Regions from separate parts of the Mus musculus genome. Here all the other regions are linked to region 1. The links are chromatin contacts, called in public targeted proximity ligation maps. All regions are on one chromosome and are shown on one strand. The core of a region is the stretch at or near the end of the contact, and the rest is flanking DNA. Distances in the headings are between cores, read along the strand shown.

The links.
Region 2: a contact with region 1 is called in a targeted proximity ligation map of microglia, with 10 times the contacts expected there. A contact is called at or near these places in 4 of 39 promoter capture datasets (the C10 cell line, hippocampal neurons, liver and 1 more), 2 of 484 Hi-C or Micro-C datasets (bone marrow-derived macrophages and muscle stem cells), 15 of 130 datasets of targeted methods (the NIH/3T3 cell line, the SCID.adh cell line, Th17 cells and 9 more) and 3 of 9 other capture datasets (adipose tissue, bone marrow-derived macrophages and liver).
Region 3: a targeted proximity ligation map of pancreatic cancer cells shows a contact between it and region 1. A contact is called at or near these places in 3 of 39 promoter capture datasets (the C10 cell line, liver and pre-B cells), 2 of 130 datasets of targeted methods (microglia and pancreatic cancer cells) and 1 of 9 other capture datasets (liver).

What each region holds. Positions count from the first base shown.
Region 1 is chr15:59,371,983-59,376,853 of GRCm38.p6, reverse strand. Washc5 (WASH complex subunit 5) reads left to right here and starts at 2,667. Exons shown (of 29, transcript NM_153548.3): 1 at 2,667-2,813. Nsmce2 (NSE2/MMS21 homolog, SMC5-SMC6 complex SUMO ligase) reads right to left here and starts at 2,656. Exons shown (of 7, transcript NM_026746.3): 1 at 2,499-2,656.
Region 2 is chr15:59,719,637-59,724,507 of GRCm38.p6, reverse strand. No RefSeq gene overlaps it. Among named protein-coding and RNA genes, the nearest start is that of Gm19510, 73 kb to the left of the region's middle.
Region 3 is chr15:59,103,265-59,108,135 of GRCm38.p6, reverse strand. No RefSeq gene overlaps it. Among named protein-coding and RNA genes, the nearest start is that of Mtss1, 24 kb to the right of the region's middle.

The DNA.
Region 1 (4,871 bases), core at 1,418-3,917:
ATTGCTATTTCACTGAGGAAGCATAAACCACCACGGAAGGGCATCCCTCCCCGCCCAGCAGCCTCGGTTCCTATGTTCTCCTTTCTTTTCAGGTTGAATGAACTAACCACGTCCACTGAGACCACCTCCATTCCACATCAGATCTCCTTTCCTTCTCTCTGTATTCCTCCCTGCTCTCCTGCTCTCCTCAATCAGCAGCTTTCTCCTCGCCCACACCACACCACTCTCCATAGCAAACCAAGGACATCTTTCTCTAATCTTAAAGAAAAGCATCTCCCCCACCTTCCTCTTCCATGACTTCCCATGCTTCTGCCTTCATCCTGGCAGCAAAACTCTCCCATAGGCGTGCCTCCATTTGTTTCAAAGTCCTGTCCTCCAGTCCTGGCCTGGGAGTCTGCCAGGCTCCCACCTCTCCCACTTCACGGGACCTGCTCTCAAGGCCACTACTGCAATCTGTATGCCTTCCTCAGGTGTACTGGCTAGTTTTTTGTCAACTTGACACAGCTGGAGTTATCACAAAGAAAGGAGCTTCAGTTGAGGAAATGCCTCCATGGGATCCAACAGTAAGGCATTTTCTCAATTAGTGATCAAGGGGGAAAGGCCTCTTGTGGGTGGGACCATCTCTGGGCTGGAAGTCTTGGTTCTATAAGAGAGCAGGGTGAGAAAGCCAGGGGAAGCCAGCCAGTAAGGAACATCCCTCCATGGCCTCTGCATCAGCTCCTGCTTCCTGACCTGCTTGAGTTCCAGTCCTGACTTCCTTGGTGATGAACAGCAGTATGGAAGTGTAAGCCAAATAAACCTCCCCAACTTGTTTCTTGGTCATGATGTTTGTGCAGGAATAGAAACCACGACTAAGACATCAGGGAACAATATTTCCGTTTGCACTCCTTTGGGCTCTTAGCTCTTTCCATCTCTTCCAAGAGCTGTCTAGAGCCCCAATCCACAACTGCTAGTCCTCCCCATACCTTCCCCAACACATACTCTTCACTTCCCCGCCTCCTCCAGTCTCATCTGTCTGCTAAGGTCTAAATGTTTGGGTCCCCATCCCCACTTTACATACTGAAATCCTAATGTCCAAACTGGTGGTTTTAGAAGATAAGGCCTTTGGCGAGGTGACTAGCTACACCCTCCAGAACATTATTAGTCCCTTATAACGGGTGCTCCAAGGGCTCTCTTGCTTTTCTACCACCCAAGAAAACAGCAAGTGCATGCCATTTACAAGCCAGAAAGCATGCCTTCACCAGACACTGAATCTGATGGTAAGTTGGCCTCGGGAATTCTCAGCCTCTACGACATCAGTTTCTGATGCTTTTGAAACTACATAGATATAGTATTTCATTTATTGACATCTGAACATTCTAACACTATTCCTTGGGGATTGGTTTAACCTAGGGTTTGGAGGTTTAACACCTCCCCCAGGGAACTTCTAACATCACGTGGGGGCATTTTTGACTGTGGCACTGGAGGGGGGTTGGGGGGTGTCACAGACCAGCATCTATGGAATTGATAGAATTCTAGCAAGTACAGTACAGTCTCTCACCACAAGGAATCATCTGAAGACAAAGCGTAATCATCACATTAGTTAAGAAACACTGATTTACACCAACCCCTTCTTGGATCCTCTTTCCAATAACACCGATCTTTTTGTTACCAGTACCTATAGCCTCCAAGACAATCTACAACAAAGTTAAGCACTTCCTGAAGTCTCACCAAGTTATTGGGCTCAGCACACTATTTTGCTTCCCTTATATTCATGAAAGAGTTGCTGTCAAGTTAAGCCAGTTTTAAATAGGAAAACACGTTTCTGCACAGCATTACAGTAGGCATAGAGCAAACCAAAAGTTCGACCGCCTTTAAATCCAAGGTGATCTCATACGACAAGAGTTGAAGTGTCTCCGTTTTCAGCATGCATACACCCTTCTCTCTGAAACCTTCCCTCGCCCACGGCTCCTCCTCTTCCACACGCCTTCTCAGTTCCTAACACACATCTCTACTATATAACTTAATACGGCTAATTGCCGACTTCTACCATTCCTTCATGCTGGGATCTCCTTAAACTGGAACATGCATTAGAAGATATAAAACGTCGCCTCACAAAAATGAAATGAGCAGGACTAAATCCGTTAAGTTACCAAAGTAATAATAAAAACTACTACCATTTCCGGGTCACCACCAACATGCCCGTGCCCAAGAAGGTTGCCTCCCGCCCCGCTTCCCCCCTCTTTTTTCACACCGAGGCTACCACATCCCTTCACCTGCAGAAGTGAAATGGCACCTGTGGCCTTGAGTCCATCTGAGCTACCTGTTCATGCCTCAGTTTCAAAAGTCAGTTCTAAACAGTTTGTTTTGTTTTGATCACATAACCTGTGATCATATGTGAGCATAACCCGCCTCCGTCTAGTTGCTGCGGGTGAAGAGGCTCAGGCCCAGGTCCCCAGAGCACAGAGGGAGGCGACAACGCCGGCTAGACCCCTATCACGGTTCCTCCTGGATCTTACCTGGCTGTCCCACCTAGCTCGGTGATATCTAGCCGAACGTCGCACGCCCAGACCCCGACTCCTTTCCTCAGCCCACTTCTGTGGCTGAAACGACCCGCGCGCGCTCTGCGTCATCACTTGGCGCCCGCGAGCGATCACATGATGCCCGGGCCCGGGCCGCCGCCCCTTGGTCACGTGACGGGCTAGGGACTCCAGGACAGAAACCCGGGTCCCGGCAGCTGACGCTCTGCGGCCCGGGACTCTAGGGGGATCCCTGGGGTGGGAGACGGGGACCGGGGCGCCCAGTCCACGCGGCCAGCGTCGGACGGCTGACAGGTGAGTCGGAGGCGGGCCTGCGGGTTCGAGGTCCATTCCTTCCCCCGTGGGCCACGTCCGGTACTGTCCCCGGAGCCAACGGGAAAACCTAGGGCTTGCAGGGTTGGGGTTGCACGCCTGATGTTCACCCACGCCTTCATGGAAATCGCTCTTGCATGCTTCTTTGAAGCTTTTGGGGTGATGCTCAGCTACTTGGCCCATAGCTGAGCTTGCAAGTTTCTCGGAGCGGTGCCTTGCTAATGTGGCTGATCTTGCACTTACTCTCCAGAAAATCAAGTAGTCACTGGAGTGATGATGGGCGAGAGCGCGCGGGGGGGTGGGGGGGGGGGTGGGGGGGGGAATAAAAGTCCTGTCGCTCACTGTGAGTTTGTGCAAGTCGTTCCTCTATACCCTAGTCTCCCTCACCTGAGACATGGTGCTGTAGTCCTTGTATTGGGGGCAGGTAGTTCTACTGGGTCCTGATTCTTCTATGATAGGAAATTTAAAAGTTGGACTCATAAAAAAAGAAAAGAAAAGTTGGACTCTTGATTTCTATATAGATGAGGGATAGTGAAGGAGTTTTATTATCTCTAACCACAGCCAGGGACTCTTTCCTTAGGTCTGCTGTTCTCACTTGTGGGTTTCATGACCCCTTTAGCAAACCTGTTTCCATAAACGTTTACATTATGATTCTTAACAGTAGCAAAATTATAGTTACTAAGTATCAATGAAAATGATTTTATGGTTGGGGTCACCACAACATGTATTAAAAGGTCAGGAAGGAAAGTTGTCTTAGATGTTAAGAATTAATGAATCAGGACTTGAGAGATGGGCCCAGTGGCTAAGACTGTTTGTTTTTCCTGAGGCCCCGGGTTCAATTCTAAGTACCCATGTGGTGACTCTCAACTATCTATAACTCCAGATCCAGGGGATCCAACACCCTCAGACATCCATGCAGGCAAAACACCAATGGACACAAAATAAATATAATTTTAAAAATTCATGAGTCACATTGGGGTGATCCAGCTTATTCCAGAACTTTTCTGGGACAGCCTCTGTTATGGATTTGAGACTGCTTTCTTTAGGGATCTGAGGTTTTGTGAAAAGAAGAAAAAATCCATCTGCTTTTGTCCTCTACACTTTAATTTTCTAAAGATATTTTGTTCTGTACTTACTGGGTAACAGATGCCATTCTTGAAAACACGTTCCTTTGACAAGGGGTTCTTCCTATTTAAAAAAAAAAAAAAAAAAAAAAAGTTACATGCCAAGATCCTAAAACTAAAGCTGCCATACTTTGTAACCTATAAAGTAATATTAAGAAGGGAATTAAGATCTGTGGTTCTGTTCCGTGCCATTAACAATTCAGTTCAACCCAGAGTTAGAGTACTGGTGTTTGCAAGTGCTCTTTGTATGTGTTGGCTAACTTATGTCTCCTGCTCTCAGTAGTGTATAGACATCATGATAACTGGAGCTCAGGGTTCTGCACTACTGTATCTTCAGATCCTAAAACAGTGCTTGGTCTGCAGCTAAGGCCACACTATTAAATTATTTATCAGTTGAGTGTTAGAAGGCTAATATGAAAGTAGAGGTTGTCATTTTTCAAAACGTTTTATTATTTGTGAATCATCACAAATCACATCATGCATCCCAGTCCCACTTATCTCCTCATCCTCTCACCTTTTGCTCTTACAGCCCCTCCTCCAAAACACACACACAGCATAGAGAAACATCTCATTGTGGAAGCTGTAGTGTGTCTCACAGTATATCCCTCTCTCCACACATTTTCACTTGCAAATGTTCATCACAGTGAGTCATTGGTCTCTGGCCTCTGTGACACCATCAGTGTTGGATCCTCACTGGGACTCCTCCTGGTTATCCTGGTGTTGTTCTGTGGCCATTGATAAAACTTTAATAAGGTTCATCACTCAGAAACCCCAGAAGTATTCTATTTTATTCATCATCTCCCTAACTGTTGATAGCAACACAAAGGGACGTACAAATGTGAGTGCTCCTGATGCTGAAAACGAAGCTGGCTTCCTAGAAGGCGATGGATGACGATGTAGCTAAGTGGGTACAGTT
Region 2 (4,871 bases), core at 1,503-4,002, 350 kb before region 1:
CTGCCACCAAACCCCCAACAAGAACAGCTTCAGGAAAGGCTCATTTGGGCTCACAGCTCAAAGATGAGTCTACTGTGGTAGAGAGGTCATGGTGGCAGGAACAAGAGGCAGGAGGTACACAGAGTCTGCACTCTGGAAGCACGGAACGGTGCTGCACACATTTAAAATGTGTCTTCCCATCTCAATGAACCTCGGCTTAACAAAGCCGGTGGTTGGTCTCCCGGGTGCTTCTAGATCCTGTCGAGCTGATGAAAACACTCACACATGGTTTCATCTATCACAGTGAGGAGGGCAGAACAGACCACATCATGGTGAAAGGAGGCAAAGTGGGATTCAGAAAGGATCCAGGACACGGTCCAGCCTGCAAAGACACTTCCCGGGCGCCTACTTCCTCCCACCTCTCCCCCTCCTCCCATAATGCCATCCAGTATCATTCACTAAGGGGTTAACCAATCCATCGATTAGGTCAGAGCCTTCACAGTCTAATTGTTTCCAGAAAGTCATCACAGACAAGGCCAGAAAGAACTTTACCAACCACCAATGCCTTTCTTAATGCTGCAGGGTTCACAATCAAGATTAAGCATCACATCTGATGACCTGAGAGAGGAAGGTGACAGAAGCTCTGCTTTGGGTGACAGACACACTTGTGTTGAAGCATCTCCTCTGCCAGACAGCCTTGGGACGTTGCCCAGTATGGAGGCTCCTTCATGCAATGGCATCAGTGAGGTGCATCTCTTAGAGTCTGATGAGCAAGAAGTTGGTGAAGGCAAATCCTGACACCTAGTCGGTGTCAATAAACCCACTCTTTGGACCATTGTGCTTCCTCCCTAAAGGAAAACTACAACCGTGATGCTAATTGCCAGCTTGGTGAGATCGAAAATCACTTAGCAGACAAGACTTCTGGGCAGAACTGTACAAGACTTTCTAGAGTGGGTTAAGTGACGTAGAAAGACCCACCCTACACACGGGTGCCACCATTCCACACCTTGGGATCCCAGACTAAATAAAAAGGAGAAAACAAGCTGAAGTCCAGTGTTCAGCTCTTTGTTTCCTGACTACAGATGACATGTGACCATGTGCCTCCTCTCCTGCCACCATGGCCTCCCCATCATGGTGGACCTTATCCTAGAACTGTGAGCCAAAATAATTCTTCTGTAAGTTGATTTTGCAGAATAGTGTTGTCATAGCAACAGAAGAAAGTAAGTGCAATAACACATTCAACAACTGCCACCTCAGATCTGCTTGGGACATTCCAGAAGGGTGATTTGTTGAATCTTCTCATTGTTTTACCCAACTATTTCATCAGTCTTTGGATTCAGAAACTGGGGCAGTGCTCGTGACTAGGTTTCCACAGTCATGCTGGGATGCCTGGCCCTAGCTTCCTGCCCAGGGCAAATGGCAAGAGAGGGTAGGGGAAAGGGAGAGACAGATATTTACTAAGTACTTACTTGGTCCTCCAAGCCTGTGCACATGCCTCAAATACACACCTCCATAATACCTCCCAATAATCTAAGATTTTTCTATTATTTATCTGAGAAAATGTGGGCTCAGAGAAGTGAAGTGAGTTGCCCAAGGCCATAGAGTTTCTGAGAGGCCGAGCCAAGATCCAAACCAAGGACCTAGAGTCTTCTAAACACAATCTGGTGCCCAAGGCCAGAAATCTGCTAGAGTTGGCATCAAGTTCTGAGACTATCTTGCCCAATCAATCAGCTTAGGACAGAAGATGCAGGCACTATGGTGAGATCCAGGAAACAGTTTGGGGAAACTGAGATCAAGCCAGAGCTTATGCTGAGAACTTCCTCTTCCACTTGGGTAAGGTGCCTGAGGGAAGAAGTGACCAAGCCCTGGGACACTGACCACAGATACATGCTGGTCCTTGATTCAGGAGCCTGGAGTCATGAAAGCCAGTGAGTGTAAATTGGAGACAGTGCTAGCTCCTTCGGTCACACCAGATGTGTCTTCAGTCACTTGTCCATCTAGCTAAAGGCTTTCTGAGGTCAAACCTGGGAAAGCAGACAAGCACAACATATGGCCACACTTCCCAAAGAATGGAAGACATTAACCACACATAATGCAGTTGGAAAAACAAAAGCTCAAGGAAGTACCTTACCAAGGCTACACTGTGGTTGGTGGTAGAGTCTAGAGAAAATTCAGAGCAAACCCATTGTTGCTGTTTCTGCACAGGGCAGCAATGGGCCAAGGGAAGGGGACTTTACCACCAAAGCCAACACATTGCAACTGTGGGATGCACTGTCTGAACCAGGACATTTCTGGGAGACAAATGGAGGCATTGATATTACTTGAAAACAGCAACCACAAAGACTACCCAGGCAAATCACATGTTCACCTATAGCAGGACCTCGTGATTGACTGCCAACCATGAAAAGCAAATGTTAAAATTCTGCCTCCACTGGGCAGATTCAGCAACTGAGGCTCAGTGGAGAGAATAAAAGCTATAGAGCTCATCGGCAGATACTAAATCAGGGCACGAGCAGAGCTAGGGTCTTGTAAGAAGAAAAGGCACAGATAATTGTTGACTGCTAGGGCCACCTGAGAAGGAGTGTGTGGCTGTCATCCATCCTGATTAAGTTCTATCTATGACAAACTAGTAAAAGTGTCCATTTCAGTTGAGTCAAGGACCTGCATGTGTCTGTGGTCAGTGTCCCAGGCTTGGCCACTTATTGCCCCAGCCAACCAAGTGGAAGAGGAAGTCCTCAGCATAAGCTCTGGCTTGATCTCAGTTTCCCCAATTGGGCTCCCAGGAAGCAGAACCAAGCATTGCAGTTTCGGCAGAGAGCCGGAGGGGAAGGATGCTTTACAGCCAGGAAATGGTGCTGTTCTGTGGCCATAGGGAGATGCGGGAGCCATGGCATGTAGCTTATTCTGAGATACAGTGCAGAGCATGGCTTCTAGGGCAACAGTCTCTGTAAGAGAAGCCCTCTGCTTCCTTCCTCATTTTTCTTCTAAGCTAAGCCAAAAAGCAGCCAGCAATAGGGCCTGGCAGCCAAGAGGGCACTGAGTGACAGAGCAGCTTCAGACAAGGAGGACTGAAGTCAGTGCCGAGACAGTCAGCAGGGATACAATAAGGAGGTCCAGGCCCTGTCACAACAAGATTGACAGACCACACCCCACCCCACCCACGGGAGGCTGCGCAGCCTCAGCCTTCAGGATAGTAGGAGCACTGAAGGTCCCTGCAATCCCTCCAAGGCCCTGCTTTCTGGGCCGGCTGTCAGATCATTGGCCTTACCTTCCAGCTCTTTGCTTTCTAAGAGTTCCTTCCTCTTTCTGTGTTTACCCCACCCCACCCCCAGCCTGTACCCAGTTATCCCCAGCCCAGAGCTTGGGGTGACTTTCAGGAACCTGTCATTGTGAAAAACTCTAACCGCTCCTACCTTGTGTCTCTAACTACACGGAAGGAAGGAATAGGTCCTGTGGATCCGTGTAACAAGATGTCTAGAATAGACCTTCCCATCAGGAGGAAGAGACTATTACAGTCTCCTTCCAGCCCCCTGGTACCAACACTAATGCACACAGATTTCTGAAAGAGTCTGAGGGCAGGGCAGGCACAGAAGATACCCCCAAGTGAGAGTCATGTGCTAGACACAGCTTCTGCTGTTACTTACCTGCAGGACAAGAACTGTCAGCATCATTATGAAGCCAACTGCAGCCCTGCCAATCAATGGCTCACACTTTAAAAAACACTGTCACTGTTTAAAATGAGCTTGAGAGTACACTCCTTTTATGTATGGTTTAAAAATAAGGTTGAGAGGTGAGGTAAATTGCCCCCAGAGACACCCTGCTGACAATCAACACTGAAAATGAGGCCCAGGCAAGCCAGGAGTGGAAGTCAGTGCTCCCGCTATGTGGCTCTAAGAGACAATTTTAGGTTCCCCATCACTCTGATGAACTCAGCTCCAGATTAAAGATGTTAAGAGCCTACAAAGATGAGAGAAACATCCAAAATGGATGTTGGGTGTGGTAGGGGAGGAAGCTGATAGACAATCAGAGGCTCTGGAGAAGCCAGTAGCAGAAGGGACATGAAGGGGACCTCTAGAGATGTTTACCATGGGCAGCAGATGGGAGCTTTAGCGGACTTCCCATTTCAAGAGCATGAGGCAGCTCTGAGGAGAAGGGTTGGCAGCAGGCTCCTGATTTGGCTCCCAGGGTGTTGTGTGCCGGCCTGCGGCCTACTTGAACCGGGTACACCAGGGAGGCAGGCTGGGGCTGAAAGAGACTTAGACCAAGAGAGATTAATGGAGACCAAGACATGATTCTGTTTAAGGCCCGCCAGTTTACTAAGAGAGTCTACTTATAAAAGGGGGAGGCCCATGCCCCGCTAGTCCATTCTTGGTGTCTGGAGCCAGCCTGTAGGTGATGTGTAGAATAGCATGTTCCTCCAGAATGTCTCAGGGGCTTCTCAGCAGGTAGCAGTGTCTTGGGGAGAGCAGTGGTCAGCGGCAGAACAAAAGAGCCATCTAGGTCAGAAGGCTCCACCTTAGGTAATTTCCTTCTCAGTGGCAGCAAGGTCAAAGTCTGGATCAGCCTGCTTCAGGGCTGAGGGAGGCTACACTAGGGAACATGCCTCCATGCCCGCAAACACAGTGTGGGGGTCAGACTGCTGTTGACATCTAGTGAGGGGGATGGCAAAGGCTCCTGAATGCACAACCATGCACAGAGGGGAGGCCAGTCTGAAACAAAACATCCCAGGATATTCTCTCTCTCTCTCTCTCTCTCTCTCTCTCTCTCTCTCTCTCTCTCTCACACACACACACACACACACACACACACACACACACACACACACACACACCCTGGACCACTGAGGAGCCTTGTGGGAGCTGTCAGAATGGGAGGTGTAGATGCCAGCACCG
Region 3 (4,871 bases), core at 751-3,250, 270 kb after region 1:
CCTAGCTGAACAGTTTGCTTTTGGGGTTGGGGTGAGATCCTCTGGTTTCATAAAATAGAAAATCTAGCCCATTCCCCACCCTGTGTAAGCACACAATGGTATTTATCAGAAACTAGGTTGAGCTTCATAGCCATAGCTGAAGGTCAGAGAAACCATCAGAAATCCTGTTTCTATCTCAGCTCAGTTCTGTGGTCCATCACATGTGGGCCTTAGTCTCAGATCTGACCTCTCAGCCCAGATCTCATGACTTCTCACATTCAAGTCTGGAGGGACAAACAACTCCATTATTACATTAACCAGAGAAAACACCCTTGGGTTTTCTAGGCAGGCTTTGGCTCATACTCTGTTGCCATTCCCTGACTAGCCACTGTCACCAGACAGGAGGACTTCCCCCAGGTGATTGGATCTTACTCTTGCGATTAACCACCAGCACCAACACAGAGGTCAGCGTTAGGCAAAACACATGGTTGGCAGTAAGGTAGGCAATCCTTCTAGAGCTAAATCAGGTCACAGGAAGTGGGCAGCTAACAACAGATGTTCCCCCCCACACACACACACACAACTTGCTTAAGAATGTCCCAACCGACATTCCTAGCATTGCGACCCTTCACAACAGGTGGGGTTCACAGAAGACCTTGTTTATAGTGACAAAGAATTCCCTTGCTGCCTTTGCCAGACTAGAGTCAGAAATAGTTCCTGTAGGGTCTTGTTCCTCTTCAAGGAGGCTACACTTTCTTTGAATAGATGCTTTCACAGTATAAATAAGAGTGGGACAATAGTTATTACATCTACTAAACAATCATGTAACTCGCACACCTTGTCCTTACCACTAACTAGCTCATTGGTTCAGTTCACCTAGGGACATGTAAAAAATGTCTGGAGATAGTTCAGGCTGTCAAAACCTGTGGGTGCTACAAGGTAGACACCTTAGAGGCTGAACACCCTGTGCTGCACAGGGAGGGCCCTGTCCCCAGCAAATAGACACTCAGCCTACAATGGTGATGCGATCCAGAACCCCTAGCCAGGCTGCTGATGTTCTTCTCATTTTTTTTTTAAGGGGCACAAATGAAGCTTGCCAAAGATATGCAATTCGACCTGGATTCTGTGAGACAGGAAGGGGTGGGCAGGAATGTCCATCCAAAGCCCCTGCTGTCATCTGTTGATTATGAAGCTTGAGATTAGACCTCCATGCCCTGCTACTCCACTCCACCCACTGCATATCCTGGTTCCGTGGGCTGAAGGCCTCAGGAATACGGGTGCTGCTGACAGAAGCAGATAGCTCACTGGTGCCTCATGAGACAGTACCCTCCACCCCCTCATTAGAGCAGGGTTTAGGAGAGAGCAGAGGGCCCATCTTTGAGGGAGACTTATGGGTGACTGTGACATTTAGTGGGATGAACACATAATACCCTGACTTTTTGCTCTCTGTGTGTGTGTGTGTGTGTGTGTGTGTGTGTGTCTGTGTGTCTGTGTGTGTGTGTGTGTGTGTGTGCTTGAAACAGACTCTTATTTTGCAGCCAACTGCAACTGTCAACACCTCAACTTCACCCCCAGTGAAGAACCCACGTCCTAAACATGTTATAACCTCTCCCAAACAGCACCACCAATGGGAGACCCAAGTGTTCAGATTTGTGATTTTTGGGGGGACATTTCTCATTCAAACCTTTGGTAGGCATCCTGAACCACAAGGGAACTTCAGGGAAACAAGACATAGGCTAGAAGGTAACACAGGAACCAGATTCCTGGCTACACCATGGACCCGACAGGAGTCTGCCACAGGGCCACCCATAGACTTTGATGTAAGAAAAAAGTGAAATTTTGTCCTTGCCCAGGGAGTGTGTTTACATTATTCTATGTGGATGAGCCTCATCATAACGGTCCATCAGCCATGGAAACACTCGGCAAATGTTTGAGAAGAATGCCTAGAGTGTACACTACCCCTGAGGAAATGAACACTGCCGGTGGGTGGGGAGCCATGGAAACAAACACCACAGAGGCCTCCTCGGGCACTTTGTGGTTAAGCACGCAAGATGACTCATGTCGCCTGTCCCCTTTCTTCCTTGTAGCACGTCCATTGTCTGCTCTTCCTGACTCAGGGGATCCCCTCTCATCAAGGTCTTCTGTCACAGAGACTCCATCTTCCCAGGGTGGGTGCCACATTGTCATTTGAAAGTGGTTTTAGTGACTGGGCACCAAGAGGCAGCAACAGAGAGAATTCCATAAGCAAGAGCCTCAGAGGAAGTAGATGAAGAAATGCAGGGAGTCCCTAATGCTTTGGCCATTGGTCTGCTTGCGTTTTCAGCCTGGAGGGAAATAGACTGAGAGGCTTAGCTCTGGCTAATAAACTTGGAATTGAAGAATGTCACTTAGTTGCATGCCATTGGCCAAGTCACCTGGATTCATGGAGTGTTGTTTCTCCAACGAACATAATAAACCAGTAATAACTTTCTGTAACCACGCTCTGGGCCACTGTTGTAGAACACTGTTGTCTGGGCTAACACGCTTGTAATCTTGAAAATGGAGAGGCTGTGATTCCATGTGCGAAACCCACACAACATCAGGACCGTTAACACTCCCTTTAGAAGGAGTAGGGGAAAGGGCCCTGTTTCCCACCTAAGATTTCAGTCGCTCTATCTTTCCTGCTCCCGCTCAACTCTATGTGATCTTGGGACTCAAGCTTGCCAAAGTTATGCAACGAGTCCTTGGGATTCAAGGACTCATTGAATCACCTTTGTGAGCTTCAGTGGATCTGCTTTTAAGTCACTCACCATCCTTCTAAGTAAAATAATAACAACAACAATAATAATAATAATAATAATAAGAAGAAGAAGAGAGAGAGAGAGAGAGAGAGAGAGAGAGAGAGAGAAAGAAAGAAAGAAAGAAAGAAAGAAAGAAAGAAAGAAAGAAAGAAAGAAAGAAAGAAAGAAAGAAAGAAAGACATCAACTGATGGTTCCTTCTCTGGGGTGTCCTGATTAACTCTTGTGGTTGTTGTTGTTTTTATCAACTTGACACAATTCCTGGTCCATCTAGGGAAAGGAAACTTCAGTTGAGAAAAATTCTCCACCAGATCGGCAAAGCCGGTGGGGACATTTTCTTCACTGATGATGAATAAGAGAGGGCCCAATCTGCTGTGGGCAGTTCCAACCCAAGTGGGTAACCCTGGGTTTTTGTTTTTGTTTTTGTTTTTGTTTTCTTTCAAATCAGATTAAAGCCACTGTGAGCAGGCCGGTAAGCATTTAGTCTCTGCCTCAGTTCCTGTCTCCAGGTTCCTGCCCTGTGAATTCCAGCTGTGATTTCCATCAGTGATGAACTGGGACCTGGAACATGGAAGCCAAATAAATCCTTTGCTCCAGAAGTTGCTTTTAGTCGTGATGTTTTATCATAGCAATAGATAGCAAACTAGGGCATGGGATAAAGAGAAATACTTCCCCAAATTCTTGAAACTGAGATAAATAGTGGACGATGGCCTGCTACAAAATAGAAGCTTGAGTTACACTTCTAGAAACTTCTCTCTGCCTACACATGCTGCCAACCAGAGCCATGATGCAACAGAATGGCCACCTGGGCTTTGGGCGGATGCCCAGCCACTGCTCTAGGAGAGCAGACCTTCCTCTCTTCAGCCTTAACACTTCCTTCCTTTCCTCTTTTCTTAGCCTGTTCCTGAACAATTGCATTTCCTACTTCGTATTCCACCCCACTTTAGAATGATAGCAGTCAAAATCCCCACAATCCCTAGAATCATCCCGTCACACAGTCAGCCTCAGTGGAGTCCTGTATGAGCATCCCAAGTCACAAGGGCATTCTCAAGGTGACACTGTTGGTCACGCCTTCTGGTGGGTGAAGCCTTGATGTGATTGATCAGTTGTCTTTAAGGGAAAAGTACAGGGTACTTGGAACCTGATAGGCTATGCTGGAAAGATGGCTTACAAACACAAAGTAGCCCACATCCCAGGAGAGTTCTACAGAAGCTATTAGTGCCAAGCTGGAAAATGAACGACCCAAAAAGCAACTGCAGGGCAGTGGAACTGGATCCCACAGTTTTCTGCCTATGAATTGGGTTCCTTAGAACTGCTGCGGGGTGGGGAGGGGTTTCCTGGAAATGATGTCAGGGAGAAGTGGGTGACCTCTAGAGGAAGAGAAAAGTGAAGACCACACAAGCTTGATGGCTGTTGAGAAGCCTTTATGGGGAGGGAGCTTTATTTGGGATAATCAGTAAAAGCAACCCAAATGAAGTACAAGAAGAACCTGTTACATATCTAGGTCTGTGGAGGCAAGAAACAAATATGCTCTCTTCTTCTTCTTCTTCTTCTTCTTCTTCTTCTTCTTCTTCTTCTTCTTCTTCTTCTTCTTCTTCTTCTTCTTCTTCTTCTTCTTCTTCTTCCTCCTCCTCCTCCTCTTCCTCTTCTTCTTCTTCTTCCTTCTCCTCCTCCTCCTCCTTCTCCTCGAACCAATGAACAGCACTCTTTTCATTTAACAGCACATCCAAACCCAGTTAAGAACACTATTAGGCACCAGGCAGAAATGAACAAAAGCCAGATGAAACAGAGTAAATGATAACCCTGTGTTGTATGTAGCCTTTCTCAGCTCATGACCCTGGGTGAATGAAACCAGGGGACTAAATTCAAGTAGATTCCCAAGTGCTTGGGAGTCTATAGCAGATCCTGAGTGAGTTGACAGAAGCCATCAGAGCAATCAGTGGGTCATCAGTAAGAGCAGCATCTAACACTCCACCTGAGGGTCCTCTTTGAAGGTAGACTGACCCTTCTACAGGGGTTGCCTAAGACCATCAGAAAATCAGATATTTACATTACAATGAATAGCAGTAGCAAAATTACAGTTATGAAGTAGCAATGAAAATGATTTTATGGTT